2 separate regions of the Gossypium hirsutum genome follow, and region 1 is linked to region 2. A link is a contact called in public Hi-C data. All regions are on one chromosome and are shown on one strand. The core of a region is the stretch at or near the end of the contact, and the rest is flanking DNA. Distances in the headings are between cores, read along the strand shown. Region 1 holds the start of LOC107955314 (polygalacturonate 4-alpha-galacturonosyltransferase). Region 2 holds the start of LOC107955322 (protein-lysine N-methyltransferase EFM1).

Region 1 (7,373 bases), core at 2,220-4,719, 330 kb before region 2:
TTCTGTGAAATATGAGGATTTGAGAAGTTCAGATACTTGTCAAAACGATGAAAGCTTTCACCGCAAGTTTCTACTGCACCATTCACTTTTCCATGGAGCTCTACAGACCATAATCCAGTCAAGTCTTTCTGGACAACAATGTCATCATCAAGAAAGAGGATCTTATCTAACTTTGGGTAGACCTGTGGCAGATAGAACCGCAAGTGATTAAGCATTGAGAGATACTTTGGGTTTCGATACTTCAAGTTCGAAGATCCAGAATTGGTTGGCTGATCTGCCTTGAAGTAGTACTCCTTCATCGCTGCAGTCTCAAGCTGCCGGAGGACAGGGCAATAGGATGAATTAAGCCACTTGAATTCATCAACATTTTCAACATTGATGGTGGCTTTTCCAGGGGATTCAACAGAAACCACATGTTCATTGCTCCAAAATTAAGTTTATCAGTAACAAGATGGAAAACATGTTTAGAGGGATCCTGCAATACAACCAAGAAGAAAATTTTAGTGAAGACTGCATCTGAGCCTCAATTCTTATAAACATAACAATTCCTAATCAATGAGTGAAAAAAAAAAAGAAAAAAAAAAGTAAAGAACAACTGAGACAGCTATGCAAGTTAAGGCAGCTTTTATCACCTTGGCATTCATGATAGTTGAATTGACAACGACAGATGCAGCCAAGACATTATCAGAGAAAAGGGCATAATGGTAGAGTTTTGGATTTTCCAAATTCTCACTTCTAGGGAACTTTCTCTTCTCTGCGGGAAGGAGATAATATTCTATGGTCAAGCGCATCGACAAGCAATGGATTGCATTGGGAACTGTTTTGGCAGCTAATTGACTCAGGAACATGCTATCTTTTTTCAAGCTCATAACTTGTTCTACTGATGCCTGAAGCATTGCTCTGAGCTTTCCAAGCATCAACTTGCAATCATATAATTGCTCTCTTGCTTTGGCTAGAACTTTTTCCATTGCTTTAATTTTATCAGATGCACTGAGTAATTCACATGAGAATACAACATTAGAAACTGACAGAATCATCAAAAGCAAAACCTGGAGGAAACATGGACTACAGCACATAGCCAAGGAGATTAAAGACCCAACTTCCTTTACCTATGAGGTAGATCAGCGTCAGTTGTTGACTCTCCTAAGGCATGCAGACTCTCTTTGAGCCTAATCTGCAATTCTTTTCGCAAGTCAAGCTTGTTTTTCATGCTTGCAATAATTATATAAACCTTTGCCAGTATAATTTGATCACTCATCAAGCGCACTGTGGAATCAGAGTTCTCATTATCAATTTCTTTCCTCCACATATTATATTTGCCAAGAACTGCAGAGTCCACAGCTTTGGATCGTTCAATGGCTGCATTTTCAAGTTTCACAGTAGCTTCATCATCTTTTTGCACCAAACCAGCCACATGCTTCTCACGCCTATTATCTCTAAGTTGCTGCAGTCAGTAACATGCCTCTTATTATATAATTAGTTATAATACTAAAGCACTCAGTGAATCAAAAGATGATAATTACCCTTCGAAGTGTTGTAGTAAGCATATCATGTGAATGATCATCTGCATAGAACAGCCAGGTCAGCATGAAAGAAAATTCACCAATAGCATTAGGCATATCTATATTTAACAGATCAGAAATGCATTACCATTAGGAAGCTTTCCCTCTTTAACTTGAGACATTTCTTGTTTCAAGTCTGTAGCCTTTTGATTTGACTTTGAACAAGTGAGAATCATATAAAGATTAGTCAATCAGCAACTTTTTTTTTCTTTGGAGGAGGGGTTGGGATAGATTTGACTACTGAGGTATGATCCTAACCTGAGAAGTAGCTTTATCCGCAACTGAAGACTCTACCCCAATAACTTTCCATGATGTAGACAAATTGCCTTTTCTGAAAGAATCAAGACTTAATGGCCCCAAATCAGCTGTACTAGTAGATACAACATCAATAACCTAGAATGATTTGAGTATGACATCAGATGATAAATATAATTGACAATTAAAGTCTAATGACAATTGGAGCAAGAACCATAATTTGTATAGAATATAATCCAACACGCACTCACCTCTTTAGTGAATAGGTTTTTGATAGATTGGGATGCCAGCCTTTCTCTCCAGTCAACATTCTGCAAAACCCATTTTAAAATAATGCAGATCTGGGTATAAAAGCTGTCACAGACTGTCATCTAAGTTAAAAGCAATGCAGGTGGATAAGGTTTTAAGGAAGAAACCTGTTTACCAAAACCACTTTGAACACTATCTTCGTCTGCACAAGAAACAAAAATTGGAACAAAGATCAGATGCAATCAAAGAACATAATTGAATTTACATCTAACTTTATACTCACAAAACAATTCAACATAATTGAACAAAAGTTCTATTATGATGATAAATATTAGGTGAGATGGAGCAACGAATTGTAAGTTAAAATTGGACCTTAGTAGAAGCATCACTATTCACGACAATGTTGTGTAACTAAAGTTAGACCATTTGACTTCACAAATTTCTAGTAAAATGAGAAGCCAAAAACTTTTTTAAGAAATTCACTAATCAAAGCTCGGAATCAATTAAAAGATGAGGCACTTTTCAATTTTATCAGATCGAAAAGGACGCATTTATAAACTAATCAAAACAAATAATTAATTTATCATCATTCTAAAATACAAAATCAAAATCAAATATAAAGTTAGATCTGGTCAGTAGGTACTTAAAAACGCAGGGGGAAATTAAGAGAAAAAACGAACCAGAAATGTAAAGCCCTTGACCGACAAAGAAAACAAGTAGCGTCAGAATTGAGAAGAAAAAAAGAATCACGATACGCAATCGAGATCCAGAACTTCTGCTCCTTTGGACGCCCACACTGGATAGTCCCCGCTTCAACGCCATTGGCTATCAGAGCCTAATAAGAACAATAGCAGCAGCAAAATCACTTAAACATTAAAAAAAAAAAAACGAAATTGCATAATCAAAAGGTGGAAAAAGGATAATTACAAGTTAACAGCGAGGAGATCGCGTGAAACTGAAAGCAGCAGATCCGTATCGAAGCTAGTTGGAATGGAAACCCATGGGAAAGCAAGCATAGATTAAGCGTTAATTAAATGCTTTTATCAGTAAAAAAAAAAGGAATTTAATAGTGTAGAGAGAAAGGGAAATGCAGGAAGATGGTGGAGTGAGGAACAAAATTATTTATCTTGAAAACGAAGTGAGTGTAATTTAAAAGGAATGCGTTGGCCTAAACAAGCAAGAAACAAAAGAAACTTGAGATAACAGAAATTAATATATATATATAGATACATACATATATAAAGAACAAGGGGATCTTCGATCTCGGTTCGGTTTTCGTTTTTTCCGTTAGTAAGGGTTATTTTTCATTATCTTACTATCGTCTTCGCTTTCATACATATATATGTTCATTCCTTCCGGAAAAAGATGATCTGAGAGATGGGATAATTATTTTAATTTCTCTTTTAGCCGACAAAGACGTTGCCGTTTTTATCGCCAGTCTAGCTTTATGACGTAATGAGCCAGCCCACCTTATTCTACTCCATGCAACTTAATTATTCTACTTTAATATAGTTTTATATTACATAAATATAATATCATCAAAAAAACATGGGTTTTGTACAAATTAAACATATTATATAAATATAAGGGTAAATTACACCAACAATTACTTAATTTTGGGTAGCTAACCAAATAGTCATATTGGTTTCATTTTAGTCACTCAACTTTAAAAAAATAACAAAACAGTCCTTCTTTACCGTTTTTCGTTACAAACGTAATGGCAAAGTGACATGGCAGATGACAGCTTGCTTGGTGTCATTAACTGTCAAGTTGGCCGGTTAGCATCGATTTAAATAACCTTTATAGCACCCATTTAGGGCTTATGTAATAGAAAAAGAAAAGGAAGAGGAGAAAGAAGAGGAGGAGGAGAAGAGAAAAAAAGGGATTTGGGGTGGTTTTTGTCCAAGGCAAAGGGGTTACCAAAAGGAAAGAAGGGTTTGTTGTCAAGGATTGAAGTAGGGCTCTTGAGAGATTTAGTGTCGAGAAAGGCTTTAAATTTTGGAGAATCGAAGAAAGATGGGATTGGTTTAGTGCTATTCTGGGCAAGGGATGCTTGAGAGCTGTGATCAACTATTAAAGTTTGCTTCATGGTCACTGCTCCAGACTTATTCTTCAGCATACTTACCTGTCCTCTTTTTATTAGATGGATATCAGAATCAAACCCCGCCAAATTTCTAATATGAAACAACTGCAAAAATAAGGAAACAATTAGAATTTGACTAGAAAAAAAAAGAAAAAAAACAGTAGGGAAGCAAAAGATGAAAAGGGAGAACCAAGATCTGAAAGCTCATTTTTTCTTCTTATCTATGTTAAGTATTTTTCTTTTTCATCTTGTTTGTTTCCTTTGTGTAATCACTTTGTCAAACTTGTTAGGCAGAAAAGAAAGGAGAAGACAATAAAAAGAAATTAAAACCAAAATTAGGATTTAGAAACTGATAAAATACTAAAAACTCATATCTTTCTCTCTTTCTCCAGTTTTATTCTTCTTATTGTCCTTCAATCTTTTTCTTTTTTTTTTGTTCTGGTTACTTATGTGCTGTTTTTAATCAAAATTAGGTAGTGAAGACTTTTTTTTTGGCAATTTAGTATTTCAAGAAGAAATTTCTCCATGGGACAAAGTTTAGCCTTTGAAATTTATCCACAATAGAAGAAGAAGAATATTGGGGAAAAAACCCTAACCTAATTTAATGGTGGTGCAAGTGGTGGTGGCTGAAGTACTTGTCAATGTTGCCAGTTTGTTTGTGGGGTCAGTTGTATAAGGGTTGTTGGAGACTTTGAGAGGGATATTATAGTCTCTTCTTCTTTTTCTTTTTCTTCTTCTTCTCTATTATTAGGGTTTTTTTTCTTCAATTTCTTTTTAAATTGGGTAGGTTTCCATTATGGATATCCAATGTGGCTAGTTAATTGGCCACATCAGCTAGTTAACTGGCCACGTCACCTATCTCGTTAGAACTGTAACGGAAAATGTTAGTGGGTGACTGATTTGTCACTTTTTGATAACGTTAGTGACTGTTTTGTTATTTTTCTAAAGTTGAGTGACTGAAATGAAACCAAGGTGACTGTTTTGTCGGCTACCCCAAAGTTGAGTGACTGTTGGTGCAATTTACCCTAAATATAAAGTTAATAATTATAAAAAAGTAAATATGTTATAAATTATGTTATTATATAATGCTTTTAAATTTATAAATACTTGTAATCTTTTAATATAAATATGCATTAATACTTTTAGTTATCAATTTAAAAAATAGAATTGCAATTTATATTTTATTATTTAAATATAGCTATGATTTTTAATTATTTATTATATTATAATGTCTATAATAGTTATTTCTATTGTCATCACACCACTGTAGCTGAGTTTGAATCCAAACAATAATTTCATCACTTGTTTTAATCTCACTGTTACAATAATGAATTTCACTATCACCATTATTTTTAATCTCACTAAAGGCAATCTCACCAAGCGGTGAAATTAAAATTAGTGGCGAGACATGTGTTTGGGTTCAATCACAACGGTACCAATGAGGCAATAATACAAAATTACTATTAATGACATTAGATTGAAACCATATATATTAGAAGTTCTAAATTATTTTATTTTTTATGAAATTATTAAAAATATATGAAATTATAATTTAATTTAATAAAATAATAATATGTGTCATAATATTTTTCTTATAAATATTTTTCTTATTTATTTTATAATCATTTTAATTATTTATTGTAATAAATTACTATTGAGAATAATAGTTTGAGTTTATAATATAATAAATAATTATTTAAAATTATTTTATATTAAAAAAAGTATTTTCACTCAATTTTGAAGACGCTTTCATTTATCATCCAAATGTTAAATCTCTAATAACTATTGACTATACACTTTCATTTTGGTCACCCAACTTGTAGTTTGCTTTCATTTTGGTCATTCCAAAAAAATCTCTTTTTAAGTATTGGTTGGGGTAAAAAACAAAACATTAAAGATTAAAGTAAAAAAAGGATAGAAACTAAAATAATGTATTAAATATTTTTTTTTTCAAAAATTGTACTTAAAGTACTATTTTTTTTGCAATATTGAAATTTTAAATTTCAAAACATAAAAATTAATTAAATAAATTATTGGAATTTTTTTATCGTGTTGATTTGTTGCTATAATATTGAAATTAATTAATTAATTTAATTTCCTTACAAAATTTATGTTTCCAAATTAAAATCAATTCAAACAATTTATTTTTAATAATTGTCTATAAAACTCAAATGGTTTTTGATTATATGATATTAAAATTTCCATGCTAAACGAAAAGTAAAGAAAAATCATCGCAGTTAATTAAATTAATTAATTTTATATCTTTCATGTCAAATAAAAACCTAGAATTTTTTTCATTATCGAAACGAAAAATAAGCAATTGCAATGAATTTTTCTTTATTATCAGCATAGCATAAAAGATTCGAAATTATATAATAAGAAAAAATTTAACATTTATTAAATTTGATAATCAATCGGGTCATCTAATATGAAGAGAAAAAACATTAATCCATTAAATTTAAAAAAATAACTAGACTACTTTTACATAATACAACATTGATATTTTATTGAGTGTATAAATAAAATAAAAGTTATATATAACTAAAATTCTTCATATGATTAAGAAAATTTTGATAAAATTGTTTCAAGGTCACTTTACATTTAAAGAAGAAGAATGGAGTTGAAGTTTTGTTGCTCTGCGACTTTCTAAGCTTTCTCTGTAGTTTACTGTTTATGTACAAAAAGCATTAGATTTTATTACCTACAGTATAATTTAATATAGTAAGAAGCAAAAGCAAAAAGATGAATGAAGAATTTTGAAATGTGTGTTTTGCTTTTAAAATGTTAATATTGGTTTTATGAGTAATCATTGAAAACGAAAAAGTCTTTCCAATGAGGAATAATTGAGTGTGAGATAAGTTGTGTCCAAGGACAACTAACATCATTTTGTTATTAAAAAGGCCACAAATCCATCATCATATTTCCATGTAGGAACTACCTTCGCAATTCTCCGGTCTCTTATAACACACGGATCATTCAACCTATGCATACCACTCCTTTTACAATCACTTTGTAACCGTTAGGTATATTAACAGTTAATCCAATCAATTTTTCTTTTTAAATATATTAACTGAATTAAAATATTTTGATTAATTCAGTTGACTAATTAAATTTATCGAAATTTATATTTTTTCTTTTAGTTAAATTAAGTATAAAATATATAAAGAAATACGTTGCTAATGTTCATTTTCTTTTTCCTTTTTTTTAACAATTTTTAAAAATAT
Region 2 (7,773 bases), core at 2,434-4,933:
TTATTAGTACCAGAAATTTGCATATATAATTTACTTTAACAACATAGAATATCTTAATTAAAAAATATTTAAATTTAGTGAACATCTCAAAGCCTAGTATCAAAGACTAGTCACTGATGTACTTCTAACAAAATTGTTATGGCCATGTACATAACTTTTTCTTCATCATCTGAAACCCTATAACCAAAAAAAACATCTTACTACAAAGAGGAACAAATAAGAAAAGAGCTGAAGGGGGGCCGAGGGTAAATAGGAAATTAATTAAAGAAGGGTAAAATCAAGGTAAGTTTTCCGTATAGTAGGTCCAACTACCCCAAGAGACAGTGACAAAGCATAATGTGATGGTTTGGGTTGTACTGCAGGAAAGAGACGGTGGTGGTGATGGTGGTTCTGGTTTGACAGGTTACCAGTTTTGGAAAACTTTGATTGTTGGGTCAGCTTATTTAACGCAAAGTTTCCATTTATTGATAGGTTCTGGGCTGGCTACTTCACCATCACCTCTTACCGCTACAGCATGCTGTGTTTCATCCTTTTGCGGTGAGAAGGGAACAACCGGTACTCATTCCAATAGGGACTTCTTTGGAATTGTCCATTGCCCTTGTTTTTGCTTCTCTATTTGCATTTCAATTTTCCTCTCTCTTTTATGGTTTGTAGATGGGACAGTAAGAACATAAGATGGACAATCATCTCATCAATCATCTCATCACCATCAGTGATGAGATTACGTTTCTCTATAACAAGTATGGTTTAGATATGGTAGGAATTGAGTTATATACTAAGTGATGGTGTGAATATATGTAGGTTTCGAGGAACTGCATGCCGTGCATGCAAAAGCAAAGCCGCAGGTGGAGTCATTAATATTCAAAGTTTTGGACATGTTACTTGAATAAGCTTCCCAAGACAAGTGGGGCTTGGGCGTCAATGATAAACCTCTGACAAAGCCAGATTGCAGGTTGGCTGCATGTCCTGCTCTCTCACTCACCCTCTCTTCTCTCTTTTTCACACGCTGATACCAACCACTGCTCATTTTCTCATTCAATCTATAACGGAGGATTTTAAGTCCTAAGAACAATGCCTTGGTTTTTTTTCCCTCTAATTTTAAAGTAAGATTGTTTCATAAATTATGAAAGGGTTTTTTCAATTCTTTCGAAAATAAAAGAAAAAATAATAATTTTTATAATTATTTCTAACATAATATATATTTGTTGATATAAGTTTCAACAAGAGAGGAGATAAAAAGAAAAAGATGGTGGTGCAATGAAGGTCCATAAAAGAGGAGAAAAGTTGTGTGAAGGATAGGAAAACTAAATGTAAAGAGTAAGAGCTCAAGGTTGATAACTGGGGAGAAGATCATTTTTACTTCAATATGAAAGGTATTTATAACGAAAGTCCTCTTATTTGATAGTGGTGACATAGCAAGTTATTACAACGAAATTGCTATTATGGAGTATATGGGGGACGTGCGTGATAGAAACCATTATGTTATTCCTTTTGAGGAGTATGATGCTGATATATACAGATGAACTTCAATGCTCCATTAAAAGTGTTTACACTGAAAAGCAGGTGAGCTAGATAAATTATTGCATTTTTTTTTATCTTTCAATATCATTCCAAACTTTTGAATTTCAATAATATGCAATATTTTTATTTTTATTTTTAATTTATTTTATATAGTGCTTTTGTCGTTTAAGTTGTACAACATTTTGCCAATGTTTTTATTTTATAATTAGATTAAATTTTGATTAATTAATGGGGTAATTGAGTTTAATTATTTGGGTAATTGATTTGGGTTAAATTTAATATTTTGAGTTGTGTTATTTTATTTTAAGTTTTGGGTTGTTTTAATGTTTTTAGTTTAATTGAGTTAGGTTTTATATTGGTATTCAATATTTGGAAATTGAGTTAGGCATTGAATATATATTATTTAAAAAATTTATTTAATTTATTCTATTTAAATTTATAAAATCGAAAATCAAATTGATATAGTCAAGAAAACTAATTAAGCTAATTGAATAAATCGTAAATTTTTTATTACACCAATTATTTGCACACCTCTATATATAAACATATCACAACGTGCATATCGAGAGAATCAAACCCTAAACAATTACATAAAAAAGATATTGCGATACTATTACACTAGATTTTCTAAGTTAAAACTTTTTTTTATCTATAAGTAAATTTTGAAATAAAAAAAACTAACTTTTTAGGTCAAATACAAATTCTTCCTTTTGACTTTTCAAAAGCTTGGTTCAAATTATAAATTTATCTCTCATTTATATTAATTATAAATTTCAAATATGACTTATGTATTGAATAAATTTTACAAAAAAATTTATTATAATTGTTTAAAAAGTCTTAAAATTTTATATTTCAGTTATTATAGTTTTTTATATATTTTTACTACAATTTAAATTGAATATTTATTAATACAAAAAGAATTCTAATATAATATTTTGTCAATAGTAATAATAAGGACACGAAAAAAAGAAGAAGGATATTTTGCGTTATTGTATGTTATTTTAATATCTAAATATAATTTATATATTGAAATAAAATTTTAAAAATATATTTTTTTTAATTTTACTATTACAAATACAAATATATGTTGAAGCATAGAATATAACCAATATAAAAACACAACAAACAAATAAGAGAACGCAACCATATACGCATATATTGGGATTGAAGACCTACACATCACAATTAAAAATGATGGCACTCAAACTTGGATGCATAATGACCCAAGTCCTCAGGTTAACCAACAATGCCGAAGCCCTATTAGCATAAACAATTTATCATAATTGTTTAAAGTATTCAAAATTGATATTTTATATAGTGTAATATTAACAAATCTAAATATCATTTAAATTAGTTTATTTTTTATTTTACCATTTCATATCTAAAATGAGCATTTTAAATTTCACAAAATTCTTTAACAATAATACTAAATATTTAAAATCTTTAAGTAATGTTAAAGTAATCATTTGGAAATCAATCTTAAAGATACTAAAAGAATAACATTTGATAGACCATGAGAAAGGGGAAAAGATCAAATTTTAGTTCGATAATTGGATGTCGACTTTGATCCCCTGAAAGATCATTGTCGAGACCTAAGTGGAGTGGACATAGATGGTCGAATAATTGATATGGTACACATAGATGGAAGATGGGATTGGAATGAATTCTAACATCTTTTAGACGATCAATGGTCCTTTTCATTGCAGGGACATTACATACTAATCGGCAGGCTCAATCAAACTCATTTATTTAGCGGTGGAATGGTAATGGGTTGTTTTTGGTGAAAAGTGCTTCAAGATCAACTTGAACCCACCAAATGCAAAATAAAGAACCATTTGGAAGAGCCGACATCCCTAGAGAGTGTCATTTTCTTTGGCTAGTGACTAAAAATAAAATGGTGAAAGGTGTGATAGGTATACTATTGAGGGGGATCGACCTTAAAAACTGTTTAAATATAAACAATTTACCATTTTACCTATAACTTAATTATTGATTTTTTATATAAGTATAATTTTAATATCATTTTTTTCCTTCCACCCGATAATATCTAATATTAATAAAAATAATTTTGAAAATAGTTTAGTTGGATTTTTTTTTAATATAGGTCAAATGCAAAGCATAGGTGTTAGTTTGAAGCAGGCCCGCAACCAAGTTTTGAGTTAGAAAGTTGAGATATTGAAAATACAATTGGCTAAGCCCAACTCCAACCAAAACCTAAAAAATTCCCAAAAGTGTCGTCTCAAGCTCTAAGCCTCTCACCAGTCAGGCAGTCACCGGCAAGCACCAACAAGGCACCGTCGACCACGGGCCCTTAAAATTCTCATTTGATTGGTTGGTTTCGTTACTTGTAAATTCGTTACTTGTAAACCCATTCTTGATGTTTTAGGATTCTATTTCTGGTTGATTTTTAGTTATAGATGTTACTATGTCAGCCCTTAATATCCTTTGACTGGTTACTTGGTTAAGTTTATCACTATTTAGGCTAGTGATCAAAGATTTAAGAGCATTGAATTTGAAGGAAACAAACAATGAGCTAATGAGGAAACATGGAATCTCTTACAACTTCCAAACTTCACTCACTTCCATTCTAATATATTTCATTTATTTTCTAATAAAGAAAGAAAAACAAGAAATGGAAAGAGTTTGAAGTTTAGACCAAAACAGAGAGACAGTCTGTCATGTCCGAATGTAATAAAATAATAATAATTTCCTTTTTCTTTGTCTCTCCAAATTTACTTAGCTAGAAGAACATAGATGTTCGAACCATGAAAAATGTTTATAATGTTTTGATTTTGATGCTTATTGTTAATGTTTATGAACTGAATTGTTAATTTTAAAATTTTATTGGTATATTGAAAAATGGCTTGTAGCGAAAACAATGAGTTTATGGGGGATAGTGAGAAGGTTTCTGTTTGTTTGATCTTGTCTTTAAATGTTGATTGTTTTGGTTCTCCAGGGATAGCTCATGTTGAACTAGCTCGAAGGTAAAATTATACTGGCCGGAGTTAAACATTTATATTGATATTCCAACTGATATTGATTGTGAACTAGAGATAGAAATTGTTAGACGTTGTTAATTTAGCTTTATCGTTTTAGCTCAAGTGATAAATTCCGCTCTATGATGATGATTGTAAGGCGGATTTTAGAGCCATTGACATCTGATATCATTCCAGTTAATGCCATTTATACTTGTAGAAGCAATTTAAGTACAATGCATGCATGAACAAAACACATTCAGCATTCTTATAAATGGAAATAGGCGATTCATGTTTAATGCAAGATCGGTAAGTGGTTGATGAAGGTTTTGGTTTTTCTTCCATTTGCTTGGGGAATTTTCTAATTTCATAGAGCAACTAGGTTATAAAAGCTCATTTGAATGCTGGTGGTTAGTTTGCAGTTTTGAAAGCTTACAAGGGACTGCCTTGAAATGAGAATATATTTCAATCTTGTTAAAAATAAAGTGACAATGCTCCATCGAGGTCAATTCCATCATTATATAGTCAAAGAGTGAAGCAGAACTACTAGTAAATCAAGTTGTCTGGAATTGTTATTGAAATTTTAATTTGCTTGGAATTTTTATGTTTAAATTGTTAGTAATATTTAAATTTTTGTGAAATTTTTATGTTTAGTTTGTTTGAATTATTATTTAGCCTTTTTTGTTAATTTATTTTACATTTATTTATTTTTAGTTATGAATAAAATTTATTTAAAATTAATTTTTTATTTGATTTTATATTATTTTTAAAATTTTAATTTTAGTGGATTTGGATTTTGGTTATGTTGGATTCGGATATCTAACATAAGGTTGAAAATGTTAAATTCGGATTTTTTGCGGATTCGGATATTCGGCGGATAATGTATTTAATTCTGATTTGGAATTGGATAGTAAAATTCGGATAATCTGTGGATTCGGATAATCCATAAATTGCAGATATCCAACCCGCTGCCATCCCTAACTGGGATCAGTTTTAAGTTTCTCAAATTTTTTTTTCAGACCTAATTCCTAAAGCCCTTATTAAACCTCAGTGTAGTGCCTTTGGTCACCGGCCAACTTGAGCCAAGTAACCATCACCGACGATAATGGCGTGTACAGAGGAAGCAAAACTCGAGCACTTCCTTCAATGGCTTCAGGTTTAGTTCTCCAACACCCTGAACTCAACTTCAAGCCGTCAACTCTACATTTCTGTTCCTCTGGTTCAACTAACAGTGATTTTAATTCAGGTAAACGGAGCTCAATTCCGCGGCTGCAAAATCAAATATTGCGACTCCACCAAAGGCTTTGGTATTTATTCCACCAATGGTTCCCCCGAAGATGGTCAGTAGCAAAAAGCCCTGTAACAAAGAAGTTAAAGAATAGAATTCTGTTTGATTCTTTGTAAGGTTTTCGTTAATTTTATGAGGAAAAGAAACTGGGCAGGGGTTCTTCTTGTTGTTCCACTGGATTTAGCAATAACTCCAATGAGGGTACTGCAAGATCCTTTAATTGGAGCAGAGTGTAGAGCAATGTTTGAAGAAGGAGAAGTTGATGATAGGTTCTTAATGATTTTATTTCTTATTGTGGAACGTCTCCGAAAGAATTCTTCATGGAAACCGTACGTACTTAACCTATGTGATTGGCATTTTAGTGTTCTTTTTTTTCCCTTTATTATTTATGTGGATTGAAAGGTTGGGTCAGGTACCTTGATATGCTTCCAACTACTTTTGGTAATCCGGTTTGGTTTACTGATGATGAGCTTTTGGAGTTGCGGGGAACAACCTTGTATAGAGCAACTGAATTGCGGGTAAATATTAGTATTTAGTTTTCTGTTTCTCTTGAAAATCAAATTGATGAAATTTGACTAACCATGATGATGAAAGTTAGTATAATTGTTTTATAGAAAAAGGATTTGATGTCTGTGTACGAAGATAAAGTGAAGGAATTGGTGAAGAAACTTCTGGTTCTTGATGGAGATTCAGAAAGGTCTGTATTAATTACATTAAACAAGATGGCAATCCATTGTTGCATTTAAATTGTTGAGTTTCTGGTCTTGTCAAGAATAATTTAGTTATTTTCTTATTGCCCAAACGTGAACTGTTGTTAATGCTTCTTTTGCAGTGAGGTGTGGTTTGAAGATTTCCTTTGGTAGGAATCCCCTCAAAATGAACTCTTTCTAACTCTCTTTAATTGGGGCGGGGTGGGGAAAATGGAAAAGTTTGACAATGATATGATGACATTCCCTGAACCTAAAACTTTGATGGCTATTATTGCATGATTTCTATAATGCTAGGGCAAATTCTATATTTTGGTCTCGTGCTTTGAACCTTCCTCTTCCGCATTCTTATGTATTCCCCCAAATTCAAGAAGATGTGGGCACAACCTGTCCAGTTGACAAAATTTCCGAGGGTTCCACCAGTCATAGTTGTAGTGAAGAGCCGATTAATGAAATCAATGGAAAAAGTGAGGTTATGCTTTAGTTCTCATTTACCACTTATTTCCTGTATAGGTCTCTTTCCTCTTATTTGCTTTTACTGTTGAAAATTTACTGCATTAACTATGAACTGAGGTTAAAGTTTTTTATTTACAATGTATTTATATCAGGATTTGAGGCTCATGGGAATGATAGCAAAGTCAATGGAGTAACTTCGACATCAAAACAAGAAGAAACTGTCTGGGTGGAGGGTCTTCTCCCTGGCATTGACTTTTGCAACCATGGTACGCTAGTCCTCTCTTGTCTATAATTGGTTCAGTCTGTTACTGCAGTCTTGGTTTTTCAGTCTTGATTCTCATTAAAGTTTTTTGTTTGTTAATTTTACATTTAGACTTGAAGGCAGTTGCAACATGGGAAGTTGATGGAACAGGGTCAATAACTCAAATTCCTTTATCCATGTTCCTTATTTCTGGTAGTCTCCTCTTGCCTCCCACGTTTGCTTTTTGTAACATATTCTGATCAAATCTGTTATACTTGAAGTTTTTTTTTTATGTTAAATATTGGGAAGTCTAACCACGAGTGGCACTATTTTTTCACTCAAAATGGAAAGCTTTACAGTCTCCATTGCCAGTTGACAAAGAAGTTTCCATCAGTTATGGTAACAAAGGAAATGAGGTACTTTGCTTTGTCCTGAATAGATAATTTTCTTCCTAAACATGAGTGTTTCTTCTATACTTTTAAAAGACTTATATGTCAATATTGATAGCCTCCTGTGCCCTTTGATATTCCCTGTTTAACTTCAAGATGGTTGCTGTTGTTTGCGAGCATACTCCATATTTATGGC

Evidence for each region. A called contact is a pair of places that touch in the nucleus more often than the background predicts.
Region 1: a contact with region 2 is called in a Hi-C map of leaf, with 3 times the contacts expected there. The contact joins the promoter of LOC107955314 here to the promoter of LOC107955322 in region 2. A contact is called at or near these places in 6 of 34 Hi-C or Micro-C datasets (anther, fibers, leaf and 1 more).

What each region holds. Positions count from the first base shown.
Region 1 is chrA07:34,430,468-34,437,840 of Gossypium_hirsutum_v2.1, reverse strand. It overlaps LOC107955314 (polygalacturonate 4-alpha-galacturonosyltransferase), which reads right to left and starts at 3,469. Exons shown (of 13, transcript XM_016891051.2): 1 at 3,301-3,469; 2 at 2,994-3,047; 3 at 2,747-2,901; 4 at 2,234-2,268; 5 at 2,069-2,128; 6 at 1,821-1,955; 7 at 1,651-1,717; 8 at 1,524-1,564; 9 at 1,110-1,444; 10 at 633-990; 11 at 400-475; 12 at 1-397. The coding sequence starts at 2,888.
Region 2 is chrA07:34,097,953-34,105,725 of Gossypium_hirsutum_v2.1, reverse strand. LOC107955322 (protein-lysine N-methyltransferase EFM1) reads left to right here and starts at 3,683. Exons shown (of 18, transcript XM_016891060.2): 1 at 3,683-3,852; 2 at 4,478-4,505; 3 at 5,548-5,652; 4 at 5,743-5,836; 5 at 5,939-6,113; 6 at 6,197-6,302; 7 at 6,399-6,481; 8 at 6,617-6,643; 9 at 6,789-6,958; 10 at 7,100-7,213; 11 at 7,321-7,401; 12 at 7,540-7,604. The coding sequence starts at 5,602.